Linked DNA regions of Mus musculus: all the other regions are linked to region 3. A link is a contact called in public HiChIP or PLAC-seq data. All regions are on one chromosome and are shown on one strand. Each heading gives the region's core, a stretch centred on a gene start, on an enhancer-like site or on the middle of the called end of the contact. The rest is flanking DNA. Distances are from core to core; before and after follow the strand shown. Region 1 holds the start of Lpin2 (lipin 2). Region 2 overlaps Lpin2 (lipin 2). Region 3 overlaps Emilin2 (elastin microfibril interfacer 2).

Evidence for each region. HiChIP or PLAC-seq counts read pairs in DNA pulled down with a chosen protein or histone mark.
Region 1: a contact with region 3 is called in an H3K4me3 HiChIP or PLAC-seq map of bone marrow-derived macrophages, with 2.4 times the contacts expected there. The contact joins the promoter of Lpin2 here to the enhancer-like site in region 3. A contact is called at or near these places in 6 of 39 promoter capture datasets (the 3T3-L1 cell line, the HPC-7 cell line, embryonic stem cells and 2 more), 2 of 484 Hi-C or Micro-C datasets (the HL-1 cell line and nephron progenitors), 3 of 115 datasets of contacts at active chromatin or transcription factors (bone marrow-derived macrophages, double positive thymocytes and pancreatic cancer cells) and 2 of 9 other capture datasets (adipose tissue and pancreatic islet).
Region 2: a contact with region 3 is called in a BATF HiChIP or PLAC-seq map of CD8 T cells, with 14 read pairs. The contact joins two enhancer-like sites. A contact is called at or near these places in 1 of 39 promoter capture datasets (erythroid cells), 1 of 15 datasets of contacts at CTCF or cohesin (CD8 T cells), 1 of 484 Hi-C or Micro-C datasets (erythroid progenitors), 2 of 115 datasets of contacts at active chromatin or transcription factors (CD8 T cells and the HPC-7 cell line) and 2 of 9 other capture datasets (adipose tissue and liver).

What each region holds. Positions count from the first base shown.
Region 1 is chr17:71,181,166-71,185,836 of GRCm38.p6, reverse strand. It overlaps Lpin2 (lipin 2), which reads right to left and starts at 2,305. Exons shown (of 20, transcript NM_001357791.1): 1 at 2,093-2,305.
Region 2 is chr17:71,213,778-71,218,117 of GRCm38.p6, reverse strand. It overlaps Lpin2 (lipin 2), which reads right to left. Exons shown (of 20, transcript NM_001357791.1): 2 at 2,954-3,154. The coding sequence starts at 3,145. Among named protein-coding and RNA genes, the nearest start is that of Lpin2, 32 kb to the right of the region's middle. Within about 2 kb of position 3,052, at least 76 of the 459 cell types and tissues checked have an H3K27ac peak or open chromatin away from gene starts, as enhancers often do. A contact at or near this core is called in CD8 T cells, the HPC-7 cell line and adipose tissue, where this site is marked.
Region 3 is chr17:71,285,232-71,289,690 of GRCm38.p6, reverse strand. All of the region lies in intron 2 of Emilin2 (elastin microfibril interfacer 2), which reads left to right. Among named protein-coding and RNA genes, the nearest start is that of Emilin2, 24 kb to the left of the region's middle. Within about 2 kb of position 1,355, at least 128 of the 459 cell types and tissues checked have an H3K27ac peak or open chromatin away from gene starts, as enhancers often do. A contact at or near this core is called in CD8 T cells, the HPC-7 cell line, adipose tissue and 3 more, where this site is marked.

The sequences.
Region 1 (4,671 bases), core at 1,056-3,555, 100 kb after region 3:
CAATGCTCTTAACTACAGAGCCATCTCTCCAGCCCCCATTCCAATGTTTTAATGAGACATTGTTTACACTGGATTCTGACAACTGAAGGCCCGACTACAAAGCTATAAGCTATTTTGCCATGAAGGTGACAGGTCCTAGGACCCTGAACCTAAGCCAAAAGTATTAATTTACTTAGCAATGAAGGGAGTCAGACACAGCTAAAGCAAAGTTGCAAATCAACTCCTGCAACCCTGCTGACCAGCTGATTGAGAGGGTACACTTCCTACAGCCCCACCCCTAAACAAAGTGACAACAGGCCCTGGGGACAGACAGAGGATTTCAAAGACAAGACACATAGGCTTAACTTAGACTTAAGATCTTGCCCACAGGCTGCTGAACACCTAAGGGAGGCACCAGTGCACCTCCCAGCAAGAAGGGTTCCAACTCATTGTCCCACTTCTGAAGTATATTATGCACACCATCAGAGAGGATAGCTGCAGTGACCTATACTATATTTAAGTCCAATATTAATATTTAAACACAACAAAATGTCCACCGTAATGTTCACTGGCCTAACCTTTGACCACCTCTGACCCGTGATAGCACCAAGATTATCCCATCCAAGGCATACCATACAAGAAAATTTGATGATTTCATTTCATTCCACTGGCTCCCAGTGACCTACAAGGACAAACTGCTTGCAGCTTCTTCTCTTCACTCAAGAAGCCCCAACCAAAGCTCTTCTAAAAGCCAGCCTCTGTGCTTAGTAATAAACAGCTATTGGAGTCTTGCCTGCGGGGATCCTGTGCCCAGTGCAGGGGATAGTCCAGTCAGTAAACCAAAACGCACAAGGCTAAGCAAGGAGAACAAGCATACAGCCATTCAAGAAACAAAGCTCCGACCTTTATCCCTTTATCTGCTTAACTGCACTTGGCGTTCAAGGGTTTTCAAATGCTCCCATTTCCAGAGCCTCTTAAGCATACAGCTGCTCTGCCGAATCTCAATTTTGCCACAAACGCGAAAGTAGACCCAGCCATTTCATTTCTAGCATGCTACAGCTATTCTGCTACTACCTCGAACTTGAAGATCGCTGGGGCCGATAAACCACAATCAAGAACACATTTAACTAGGAGGAAGCCCGTAGGAGGCTACCCACGGGCAATGTGAGAGGGCACACCGGGCAGGGCAGCCCAACGAGGGCTAAAACACCTGTTTCCTCCCACACTTGGTGGCTGGCTGGGTTGCTAACCCAGTCTAGCAATACCTGCCACGATTCGTAGTTTTAAGCCAGTGAAAGCAATCAATGTCGGATCAACACAGACACTAACCGGCAAATGATCCCAAAATAGATTTCAAAATTCAACTTGTGTTATCATAACGTTTTAAATTAGTGAGGCGAGGTTCGGTACCAACTTAACCAGCATCCCTACTGCTGGGCAAATGAGCTTCAGCGCCATGCAAGAGCCTCAGTTTCCATTTTTAATTTTTTTTTAAGTCTCAAAGATGCATTAAAATAAGTGTGTGGCCGCTTGTTCAGTAATCCCTCAGTGCCTCTCCAAGTATCCTGCGTTCCAGTACTTTCTGAAAGCGAGGGCGATCTTCCTAGTCTTGTTCTGCATAATTATGGCTCCGAAACGCCATCCTAAATTTGAATGAAAATAATTTTCTTAGGCTGGGGTGGATCCGCGGCGCTCAAAACTGGGCCTCAGAGCTCCGGTTCCCACAGCCGACAGAACCTTCCAGGGCCCCGGGGGTCGCCGGCAACAGGCTACTCACATCTAAACCAGGTCCGCGGCCTGCAGGAGGCGGCGGCGACGGCGACGGCGGCGGCGGGCAAGCCAACGGCCTGAGGGAATAACTGCACCTCGCCAGTCCCGGCCGGGGGATGACCGCGACCGCGCGCCGGCGTCCGCTCCCCTCCCCCAGGCCCGGGGCTGCGGTCCCCGGGCGCGCCGCCCGCGGCTCGGAGGACCGCTGCCGACGTGAGGGTCTCCGCAGACGCCCGCGCGTCCTCAGGCGGCGCGGCCGCGGCTACGTGGCCCACGCGAGGCGAGGCCGCGAGCGGGGACGCGGCCCCCCGGGAAGCCCCGGCGCTGTCTCCGGCCCGCTTACCTGCGGCACCGCGCGCGGCTCTCACTCGGCGGACTGTTGTGCAGCCCCGCAGGGATGCCCCAAGAAGCGGGGGAGCAGGGGGCGGGGCCGCCGCCTCCGAAGCCGCGGGCTACAGCGGAGCCCGCCGGGCCTCATGAATGGGACGCGGCGGCGGCAGCAGCGGCGGCGGCGGCCGAGCTGGCGGTAGACTGCGCGCACGCCCCGCCCCGGCCCGGCCACGTGACGCGAGCTCCGCCCCCGCCGGCCGCGCGCCTGGAGCCCTGGGCCCCTCCGGGGAGAGAGCAGCTCGACGCCGGCGCCGGCCTCAGAAGGGCGCTTTAAAAAAAAGTTTCCTCCGGTCCCCATGGCAACCTTGCGGCGCTGCGTCGGGCTTCAGAGTCCAGCTACCAAAAAAGAGTGCAAACGGTCTGCTGCATAATGGTGTCCCCGCGTAACGCGAGTGCACCATCATGGGATCACTGCAGAACCCGTATCTTTCCTTATTTACCCTTGGAGCTCGGTGATAACACCGCCTACTTAAAAAGTGCACTTTAACGGCTGCAGCTGCGAGTGTTAGTGACGGCGGCTGTTTTTCGTCTTGTATATCTGCAGCTGGTTCTTTCGATGGAAGGCCATGGCATCACTTCTAAATGCTTGTTAATTTCTTCGTGCTCACCGCGAGCATGAACAGTGTGACACAGTCTTCCGGCCGCTGAGCCATGCATTTATACAAACTCTCTCCGGTATGGGCCTGGGCACAGCAGTTTCTTTGCAACAATGAAGCGCGGTGAGCATAGTCTGTGCTGGGACCCGGGAAACCTTTCGTTTCCCTGCCTAAGTACCGCCGTGTGGAATTCAACCAGATTGCCTCAGTAGTTACCAAGGTCCACAGAGACACCCAAACCTACTGGGATTTTTCACTTCAGCGTGGCTCTTCATCTGATCTACCAGTGAAAGAAATGTTTTCAAGGTTGAAAGTTTCCCGTAAATGCTCGAGAAATACTACTCCTCCGCTGTGGGGAAGTGCAATTAAACCCAGAGAACCCAGTCCTCAATCCCCAAGTCAATGCACTGGGAACAGCTACACCTTCATTCCCATTGGGAGCCCAATGTAGCTTGCAGCCCAGACTGTAGAACACGCTGTTACTGTTTGTTCTCTAGCTTCTCATTCTTGACTTTTCCTGTTTCTCTCGGGATAGTTTCATTACCTCCTACCTTGGGAGGGAAATATTCTCACGCTTCCTTCCTCTCATCATGCAGAAAGCAGCAGACAACCCGCCCTTCCTCTGTCACCGCCCCCTCTGGGCTTTGACACCTTACTCAGAAGGATTGGTTCATGTTTATAGTATTTTCCTCATTCTCTAGTGGCTGCCTGCTTCATGCTACTACTGAGGCAGAAGAGGAACTAATTAAATATTTGTTGACTGTTCCTCGACTTCCCCCAGCTGATACCTGTAAAGTTGGGGCACACCCAACTCCCATCTGCTTCACTGCCCAGAGTCTTTCCTCACCTTCTGACCCTACCACCTTCCAGTTTCATGGCCAAGAACCTTCCCCCACCAATCATCGGTCTGCTAGTCTAGATGTATCTTTCATTTCAAAGAGAGAAGACCTTGTTGCCCCTAATGTAGTTTGGCCCGAGATGTTTTGACTCTAGAGTTGCAAGCTGTCTTGATGTTTTGTTTAAGAATATCTTTCTGTGTCCTTTCGGGGTTTCCCCACCGTGCACTGCAGCCTCTCCTTACAAGCCATGGAACGGCATATTCTTTTGTTTGTTTGTTTGTTTTTGTTTTTATTTTTAATAATTCTTATTTTTGAAATTAGGATATAATTACAGCATTTCACCTTCCTTTTCCTTCCTCCAACCCATCTCATGCATTCCTTGCTCTCGCTCATATTCATGGCCTCTATTTTTTCATTGCTTATACATACATTCATAGATATATAAATCAGCCTGCTCATAACATAAACACATACATGTTAATTGTATGTATATTATTTCAGGACTGATCATTTTGTACTGGATAACTAATTGGGGTGTCTCTTCCCTAGAGAAGACTATTTCTCCCACTCAGAATTACTTAATTGTCTGCAGTTCTTTGTCTAGGGGTGGGGTCCCCTAAGAATTCTCCATTCCATATTAATATGCCTATTGGTATGGTTCTTGTTCAGGTCTTGAAACAGCCAAGTTGAGGCTTCGTGGGTATAGCTTCCTTGACATTTCTGAGACAAAAATCTCATAGCAAACTTCCTGTTCCCTCTGTCTCTTACAATCGGTCTGCCTCCTCTTCTTCCACATGATTCCTGATCCTTGGGAGCAGGATTTCTGTGGTAGATATATTGGTTGGGGCTAGTGATGGGCCAGCCTGACTCCATCTGAGTGATGGAAGCCATTTTACTATAAGGTCAGAAGAAGTTCAGTTCTGTTTGCTGAAATTTTCATGATTTTTTTTTCTTTACAGCTGAGTAATATTCCATAGTCTTATCTGTAGCACATTTTCACAGCTGAGCAATATTCCATAGTCTATCTGTGGCACGTTTTCATTAGTCTTTCATCAGTAGAAGAACAGTCAGGTTGTTTCCATTTCCTAGCTATTGTG
Region 2 (4,340 bases), core at 1,803-4,302, 73 kb after region 3:
TCAGCTCCTCCTGCAGCACCAGGCCAGTCTATATCCATGATTCCTGCCTTGATGGTCATGGACTTACCCTCACAAGCCCTTAGTTAAATGTTCTCTTATATAAGTTGCTTTGGTAATGATATCTCTTCACAGCAACAGACCAGCAACTAAGACAAGCACCAAGGTAGATCAAGTGCTCCCCAAGGAGGACTCTCAATTTGTCAAATTCTAGTGATACTGTCTAATGGTGGTGACTCATTATTCCCTAGTTGTATTCCTAGATTGTGCTTTAGCCTTGTTCAATGTATTCAACTGATGCTAAAATGAGAAGATACAGATACTGGAGGTAATGAATGTCTGCTTTGATGTGCATCCTTTAGTTGTGAGTATCTCTGATACCTTCTGGGATCTGCCCATCCTTATTTCAGACTCTACATTTCAAGTGGATTCAGGTGAAGGTGAGGCTTTTATTTAATCCAGCCCAATGGACTTGTTCCATTCCAGCGACAGTGACTAGCCTTGGATGGATGTGATCCAAGCATGAAGCCAGCACTTCTAAAGGCAATGTCTCTCTCGCCTGTGCTGGCTGAATTAATGGCAGTGAGCCTGGCAGCACTGGCTGCTGTCTGGCATGAGGAAGAACTCAGACAGAGGCAGAACTCTAAGGTGGGGAATCAGAATCCTGCCAGTGCCTTTAACCCCTCCCTACACCAGCACTGACTAAAGTAGATGCCCCTGGACTTTGGCCTAACTTTTCTGCTTATAACAGTAGGAGGGTAGGCTTTTGTCACCCATGCTGGGGACAGTTCCAATACATTGGGCATTTACTTCAATAAATAATCATGATACTGATTTTGTGAAACATTAACAAAACGTGTACTCTGAGTTACTAGATGTCACAAGAGGACTGGTCTTCTGTCAAACATGGACACGTCATAGGAAATGACTGCCTCTAAACAGCTGTTTTAAAGTAGTTATGATTTCAGGTGCTGCCACACGTGAAAATGTAGTTAATTTAAAAATCAGTGAACAGCTTACCCTAATGCAGAAAGGCCTGCGACAAGAGGTCAATGTAAGTCACCAGTGCGCCTATGACAGATAAAGCTCAAGTTTTACTTTCATAAGAAAGCTGTGTTTTGGTAAATCAAATGGACAGATTTCTTCTCAAATAGATCTCCTAGATTCTGGGATATGAAGGAAGGGAACAGGAAAGAAGAAATTTTTTCTTTTCTTGGGCCCTGTGTATTATGATCCTAAAAGTACTTGGGGTAGGGGTGGGATGTCTGACAAGGTATTTAACAGTTAATGGTTAATAAAACCACCCGTGTAACCTGGTAAAGAAATTACATCTCTAATTACAAAGTGCACAGAGAATACACACATCTGCTCAGCTTCTCACTTACACAGAGGACAAATGCCTGCACACATCTGCTGCAGCTCCACTCAAAGGCCAAAAGCCTGAGTCAACCTATCAATTAGAAACCTGGTTCCAGAGAACGGTGGGGGGCGGGTATGGTATGGTGGGAGAAACTTCTGAGAAGACCCCCAAAAGAAATTTTACAAACAGATCCTTGAACATCTATGGAGAAACAGCTCTAATATGAAAGTACTAATAGTGTCACTACAAAAACCACAAAGGAAACAAACACAGAAAGCACTAACTATGGCTAGACAACCCTGCCCTAGAGTAGAAGCTGCCAGGCCAAGAAGTAACACTGTAGCTGCTTCTGCTTTCTAATGGGATCAAGCAAAGGCTAGTCTGAAAAATCCAGTGGGAAATGATTTTATAACACCCAAAGAGATGGTTTCTCTTTGAAAAATAAAGTCTAGTTTTGGAAACCCACTTTCTTTCAGTTTCAAAAACCCAAAGCCTAAGTAGAGGGAGATGTATATCCAAAAAAACACCAGCAAAAACCTCTTTAACTTGTGCATGTTGGTCCTTCGGCACCCACCCTTCCACTGTGCTACCCAGTGGCAAAGTGCTCCGAAATCTTAGTAAGAGTTGCTGACATTATTATCACCATGTGGAAGACAATGTGGAAGTGAAAAGTTGCCAAATACATGCTCTACAAAGTTTTATCATTAACTCTGTTTTAAAACCTACCATACACACAATTCAAAAACCTTCTTATTGCCCAATACTTGAGGGAAATGATAATTTAAAAACATCCAAACACTGCCCCCCATTAAATGCAAAAGAGGAAAAATACAAACATTCAATTGGGGTGTTTATTTCTTTTAAATAAATATAATCTACACTTGATTACATGAGCTTAGTCTACCTACTCATAATCAGTACAACAATATTATCATATATGTTTGTGTGTATGTATCAATCAATCAATCAACAGGCTCTCCTGTGTCTCAGGCTGGCCTCGTGCACCTCTGCTATGTGGCTGAGCTGAGAATGCTCCTGTCCTTCTGTCTCTACCTCCTCAGTGCCTGCACAGGCTTGGTGCATGGTATGCAAATGTTTTGCTGACTAAGCTGTATCTCCAGACTGCATTATTTTATTTTTAGAGAGCCTTTTTTTTTTTTTAAACTGAGGATTTAAAGCATGTACATGAGCCACAGGGTACACGGGTCAAGTCACTGGATGACTTCTGAGTGTGTTCTCTTGTTGCACCCTGTGGGTCTCAGGACTGATGGAGAGAGCCTTTACCACTGAATCATCTTGCTGGCCCTACACTATTTTAAAGTGCTATATTAAATAAAGCAAAATTTCTTTTTCAAAATAAGCCCAACTTCCTCATTTGTAATTATCTCCAGTTTTGTTCTGAGTCTCTTCATGATTTCAGTTTCTTTTTCATTTGGAGAAACTTTCTATAAGAGAGTCTTTTGAATTTAGAAGCCAATTCAAAAGCAGTACCTATAAAGTTGGTTTCTTACCATGGTCTTCAATAGCATGCAAGTTTAAAAAAAAAAAAAAGAGTAAGAGGAAGGGGCCGGTCACCATGGTGACCTGTGCACTCACCACTTTCTCCTTGGACCTCAGGACACCCAGCTTCCCGAAGCGTACGTGAAAAGGCGAGCACTGGTAGGAGCCATCCTGCTGCCTCACCACGACCACATCGATGCATCCAGACAACGTGGCTTGGTTAATGCCCTTGTAGAGTTCCTTCACAGTGACGAGCACCTGCCCAGCCAGCTGGCCCACATAATTCATGGTTTGAGACTGAGAAAAGAAAACGATGTCAGCACTAACTTTGACAACTAACAGCAACGACATAAAGAGTTTGATTAAACATACACTCTGCTCTGCTGTCCAGAGCCCATTGCTCTCCTGCTGCCCCAGCTACATCACACATATGTCTCAGACTGGCAGTGCCTCTAAGTGGGGTTGGAGGCTGTGGAAGTTCTGTTTCCTTCCACACCCCAGGGTGGGGCCAACTGTCTTCATCTCCCTCCACCAACCGCTCAGGACCTGCAGTACTATGTCCACTCTGACCACAGGAGGCAAGGACAGGAGGACTGTCACCTCCAGGGGAAGCTTGGGATTTATCTTTGCAGAGAGACAAGGGATACAACTGAGAACCGAGATCTTCTGGTTCAGATACATCAGGTACATGCTGCGTCAAGCGAGCTGTGGTAAGCTGCGCCAAGACTAACACACGTACCATGACTTCAGAACCTCAACATGGCATAATGGGACATAACGTTTGTGTCCCACAATGTTCAGAGCACAAAAGGGGTTTTGGTTTCTCAACTTCAACTCACTACTCAAATCAAGATCACCAGAGCTCTGCAATTCAAAAGAGAGAGGGTACATCTAAATCTGGCTTCACCCCTTACCCTGACTCATCCACTGAAAAACCCAACCCACACCAAAACAAACCCATTAGTCCTCAGGCTGTCAGCTCTCCCTCCAGCGGGTGAACACACCATCACTCAGCAGACACCTTTATGTTACGTTAAAGCCAAATCCACAGAGAGTCCATCCCCTGGATGTAGGATCAGAAAAACCTCCAGCTTTAGGCTAATGCAGAAGTCAATTTTTATTGGACTCTAGGAGTAATGAGTCCAAACTATTAACTGCGCAGAGTGGCCTCTCTAAACCAGCTCTGGTTGCCCTAAGCTCAAGATTCCATATTTGCAAAGTTCTAGAGAGACATTCTGTGTTGTCAGGTAAGTCCTAGGTGGAACAGGGACAAAGTGCTGATCCCCTAAAAAAAATGAAGTGGACCTGCCAGGTCCCATCAGCACATAACTCAGCCTACTGGCCAGAGACAGTCAGTGCCTAAGGCAAGACAGACTCCACTCAACAGTCTATACAGAGATGACTGTAACCACAGTCTAGCTGTTGAGTAGCCTGAAGCATATAATCCTGATTATTCCCCTGGGTATTCCAAGGTTTCCAACTG
Region 3 (4,459 bases), core at 106-2,605:
CACCAGATAACCTCGACTGAGTTGCTCAGAAGGCAGGTCCCATGCATGAGCTAACCCAAGAATAACAGCTCCATTATCTGCTGTAGCTGAGTTGGGGAGGGCTTGACACTGAGTTTTCTTTAATCCTTTCTTTAGGAATGAAGACTTCTTTTTTTTTTTTTCTCCAGGATAATTATAAATTGTGTGGGGAAACCTACTCATTACTCTGTATGATCAAGGCAAAAGACTGAGTGGGTTTTGAAACCTAACTTGCCCCTAAGTGTGTAAGGAAATTAACTCAAGAGGAAATAACAAAGCCATCAACTTATAATCAGGCTCTCCCCCAACAACTGTCTCCCCATTCCAAGAACCAGAACGCCCTTTCTGGAAGGGTGTTTTCATTCTGAACGCATTGCTTTGATCTAGGATCTGTTACCTTGTAACAACTTTAATCAAGACTCATTAACCTGACGTTTAGATTCATATAGTCATTTCAGATTAAAAAAAAAAAAAAAGTCATGGCCTAAGCATTCTGGCTTTTTAAAGTTTAGGGGAATTTTCCTAAAGAGCCGAGCTACATGTTTCACACTTCTTTGTCTCCAGGCCAGATTCTCCATGTGGTGATCCAATTAAAACTGTGTGATGCAGCAGAAAAGGATGGGAAGGTGGACTCTGAGTTTGTGTTTTAAGCTGTAAGGAGGACCTTGGCTTGGAATGGAGCCATAAGAGGGATCTAGGGACCGGAGTCCATCTCCTGACGTTGCATAGACCACGTTTAGAGATGGCCATGTGTAAAATGACCATTTTGACTTTCAGTCAGACACGAGATTCAAGTGGGAAGTATTTTAAAATTCCAGCATTTTGCCGGGCAGTGGTGGTGCACGCCTTTAATCCCAGCACTTGGGAGGCAGAGGCAGGAGGATTTCTGAGTTCGAGGCCAGCCTGCTCTACAGAGTGAGTTCCAGGACAGCTGGGGCTACACAGAGAAACCCTGTCTTGAAAAACCAAAAAGAAAAAAAAATTCCAACATTTCAGTGTTGAAATCACTTTCAACTCCATGGCCCTCACTGCCTGACTGCATTTGTTTTTGGCAGAGGGTCAATAAACAGAAAAAGTACATTTATTTAGTCATTCACTGACAAAAAAAAAAAAAAAAATCCCACAAAAAATAGGAAAAGCATGTCTGTGGTTCCTAAAAAATTAGTCTACCGTCTTGTCAGTTTCTCAAGGAGACCAAGTTTGTTGAAGTGAATTGCTTGTAAAACGGGAAGGAAATTCAGACACGCCCTGCAACATGCAAGACCCGCTAGGGTGTGAAAAGGGCTAGATGAAAAGACAAGTGCTTTAATGGTGTGTTCACGAGGCACCGGGAGCCATTGAATTCTCAGAGGAAGTGATGAACCACAGAGGTTAGACGTGTCAGGGAGTACGTGTTCGGTGACTATAGGGTTTTCATTTGGGAAGTTAGGGAGATTAACGTCACCCACAGACCTACAGACCTGATCCTATGATAATGGTCACGATGGGCTGGGTGGGGTCAGAGGTGGGACATTTACTAGGATATACAGTGTTCTGGGTTTGAATCCGAACTAATAAATATATAGATATATAAGTAAATGCTAAGGTGCTAAATGTTATATTGTATGTATTTTACTGCCATTTTATTCTGAAAAGTAAGTCACAGGCTGGGACCTGGATCAGTCGGCAGTGCTGGCTTAGCACGCACAAGGACCTGAGTTCAACGCCCCAGTACTCCTTACGATTAGGCGTGGTGGTATATGCTTGCGGTCCCAATCCTGGGGATTTGAATGGAGGGTGGACAGTCACTCTCAGTTACGTAGTAAGTCAGAGTTGAGTTGAGCTCTAAGGGGAAGATGTGACTTGTTGAGCTCTAAGGGGAAGATGTGACTTGGCAGCACACTGATTTCTCTCCTGGGATCCTCCGGGATGAGTCATTCTGTATGGTCCTCTCTTCATCCTCCTAGGTTGAGAGCCACCGGAACTGCATGTGCCAAATTGAGCCAGAAAAGTTGGCTTCAGGCTGTGGCAGGCCAGTGAGCAGAAGGAAAGAACTTACTAGAAAGTGTGTACTCTGGAAAAGTCCCAGGCTGAAGTTGTGTCCCCATGGTGGTGGTGGTGGTGGTGGTGGTGGTGGTGGTGGTGGTGGTGGTGGTGTGTGTGTGTGTGTGTGTGTGTGTGTGTGTGTGTGCTGGGCTTTGGATCTGTGCCAGGTTTTAGTCGCTAGAATATAGGTGAATGTCAAATGCAGGCTTAGGAGCCTTGGTTGTTGGTGCACCGCGCTGACGGTCCTCTTGGCAAAGATTTGTTTTTGAGCTTCATTTGGTGTCTTTGTACAAGCTGTCTGTCCCCTCTGCTGGGCTCAGAAAGCGTGGTTTAATAGAGGTCAAACATCAAGGTCTACCCCTGCAGCTTCCTGTACCGTCTCGTTTATTCTCTTCAGCAAACTCTGTCTGGTAGGATTTTCTGTGGTAACATTTATACTCTGATGTACTTGAAATGTGGCTGTTGGAATTAAATATTTGATTTTATTTTAATGTAAATATAAGTAGTTTGTGTGACTCGTGGGCACCTTGGATTGAACAGCTCTGGGTTACCCTTGGGTGTGTGGCTCTCAGGTAGTTCATCTTGAACCCAGGATTACACAGTCCAGTTTAGTTCTGAGAAGACTGAAGAATTGTCAGCTGCTTAGACCAGAGGATAAAGTTTTCTTCTTAAAATAGGAGATTAGATCACACAGACTTGGGCAGATACAGTACTTTTGTTTGAGTGACACACTATTAATCCAATCAATGATTTCATTTCATTGAATTCTTGCAATAGGACATGTTGTATTTCGTAACGATGTTTTAGACAATGCCTTAAAAAGAAATGCTCTTGCAGGGCCACAGTGATGCACACCTTTGATCCCAGTACTCAGGAAGCAGAGGCAACGCAAAGCTCTGAGTTCAAGGCTAGCCTGGTTTACAATGTAAGTTCCAGGATGGCCAGGGCTACAAAGAGAAACCCTGTCTTGAAAAAAACAAGCAAGCAAGCAAACAAACAAAGTTGGGGTGTAGGTCAGTGGTAGGCTGCCTGCCTATTGTATCTGTCAAGTCATAAAAAGCCAGGAGGAACTAGAAATACCCCTCATATCGAGAGAAGCCAGACTGAGAAGACCCGTGTGGTTTCAGCTCTTCGACATTCTGGAGAAATTAGGGAGAAAATAAAGACCAGAGGCCCCTGGGGAGGAGGATAAAGAAGGATAAGTCGTCAGGGACTTTTAGGGTAGCGAAACTGCTCATAAGACCCCGCAGTGGTGGCTACAGGCCACTATGCATTTATCCCAACCTTAAATGCACAGTGCATGCAAGCATGAACCGCAGTGTGGACTGTGAGCTGGGGTTCTGACGGTGTGTATATGCAGGTTCTATCATTGAAACAAATGTCAGCCACAGCTGTAGACAGGGCTCCACCACACATACAGGGTGCTGACACGGTCCCAACTGGGAGAGCCTGGGAGAGGAGCCAGGCTGTGACTGGCCTGAGTCAGCGTGTGCTCTCTGCCTTGACTGACCCCTGTCTGTTTCATTGGTGTATCTGCCCTACACTGGGGACATGAGCTAACTGTCTCAGTCAGCAGTTGGTGTTACAAGTGCTCCGCCCTTGTAAGCACAGACCAGGCGCTTGGGGACACAGCACTACTTTAGCTCAGCTCTACTTCCCCAGTGCACAGAGGCTCGGGATTCTAAGGAGGTGGGTGGGCTCCCTGAGGTAGCAAATGGAACACTTGGGGAGTTCTGAAATATGCATGAGGTGAAGGCCTTGCCTGCTTTTGGTATGGTGCTTGGGAAAAACTGGGCCTTCAAGCCAGCAAGAGCTCTGTCACTAAGCCACAGCCCTGAAAGTTAATAAAAGTTAGTGGGTAGGATTATTTGTTTCTTTCTCTGCAGTGCCCTGTGTGATTGGGCTCCTGGGAATTGGAGTGGCTCCCCAACCTCTGGAGTCCCTTTCGACTGGTGTTATGTTATGTTATGTTATGTTATGTTATGTTATGTTAGTGGGAACCCCATTTTAGCTGGGGCTTATGGGACTTGGCTAATCCTGTGTTGTGCCCTCAGAGGTGCCTCATGCAGACCCTAGGGACCCCTTAGCAAGGTCCAAGGTCACCTCAGGGGCCTGCCTGTCACTTAATGTAGGGAGAAATTCCTCTGAGGTTTTCCGTGTGCAGAGGTTGCTGCCTGATGTTTTCCAGCTGTTGCTGCTGTCGTGTTTACCTTGAGATGTTGTCAGGAAGACAACCTGAAGGGTACCACAAGACCTCTGCAAATGGCTGACCCAGGTCAGATGGGCAGTAGACCAGGCAGTCAGAGCAGGGTGGAAACTCAGACGACCTGGCTGTGGGATGAGCTGGTGGCAGCTCTGCCCTTCCTTACAGTGGCAGCACACTGGGAGAGCAGGTCCTTCCTCACCCCCCAGCTCC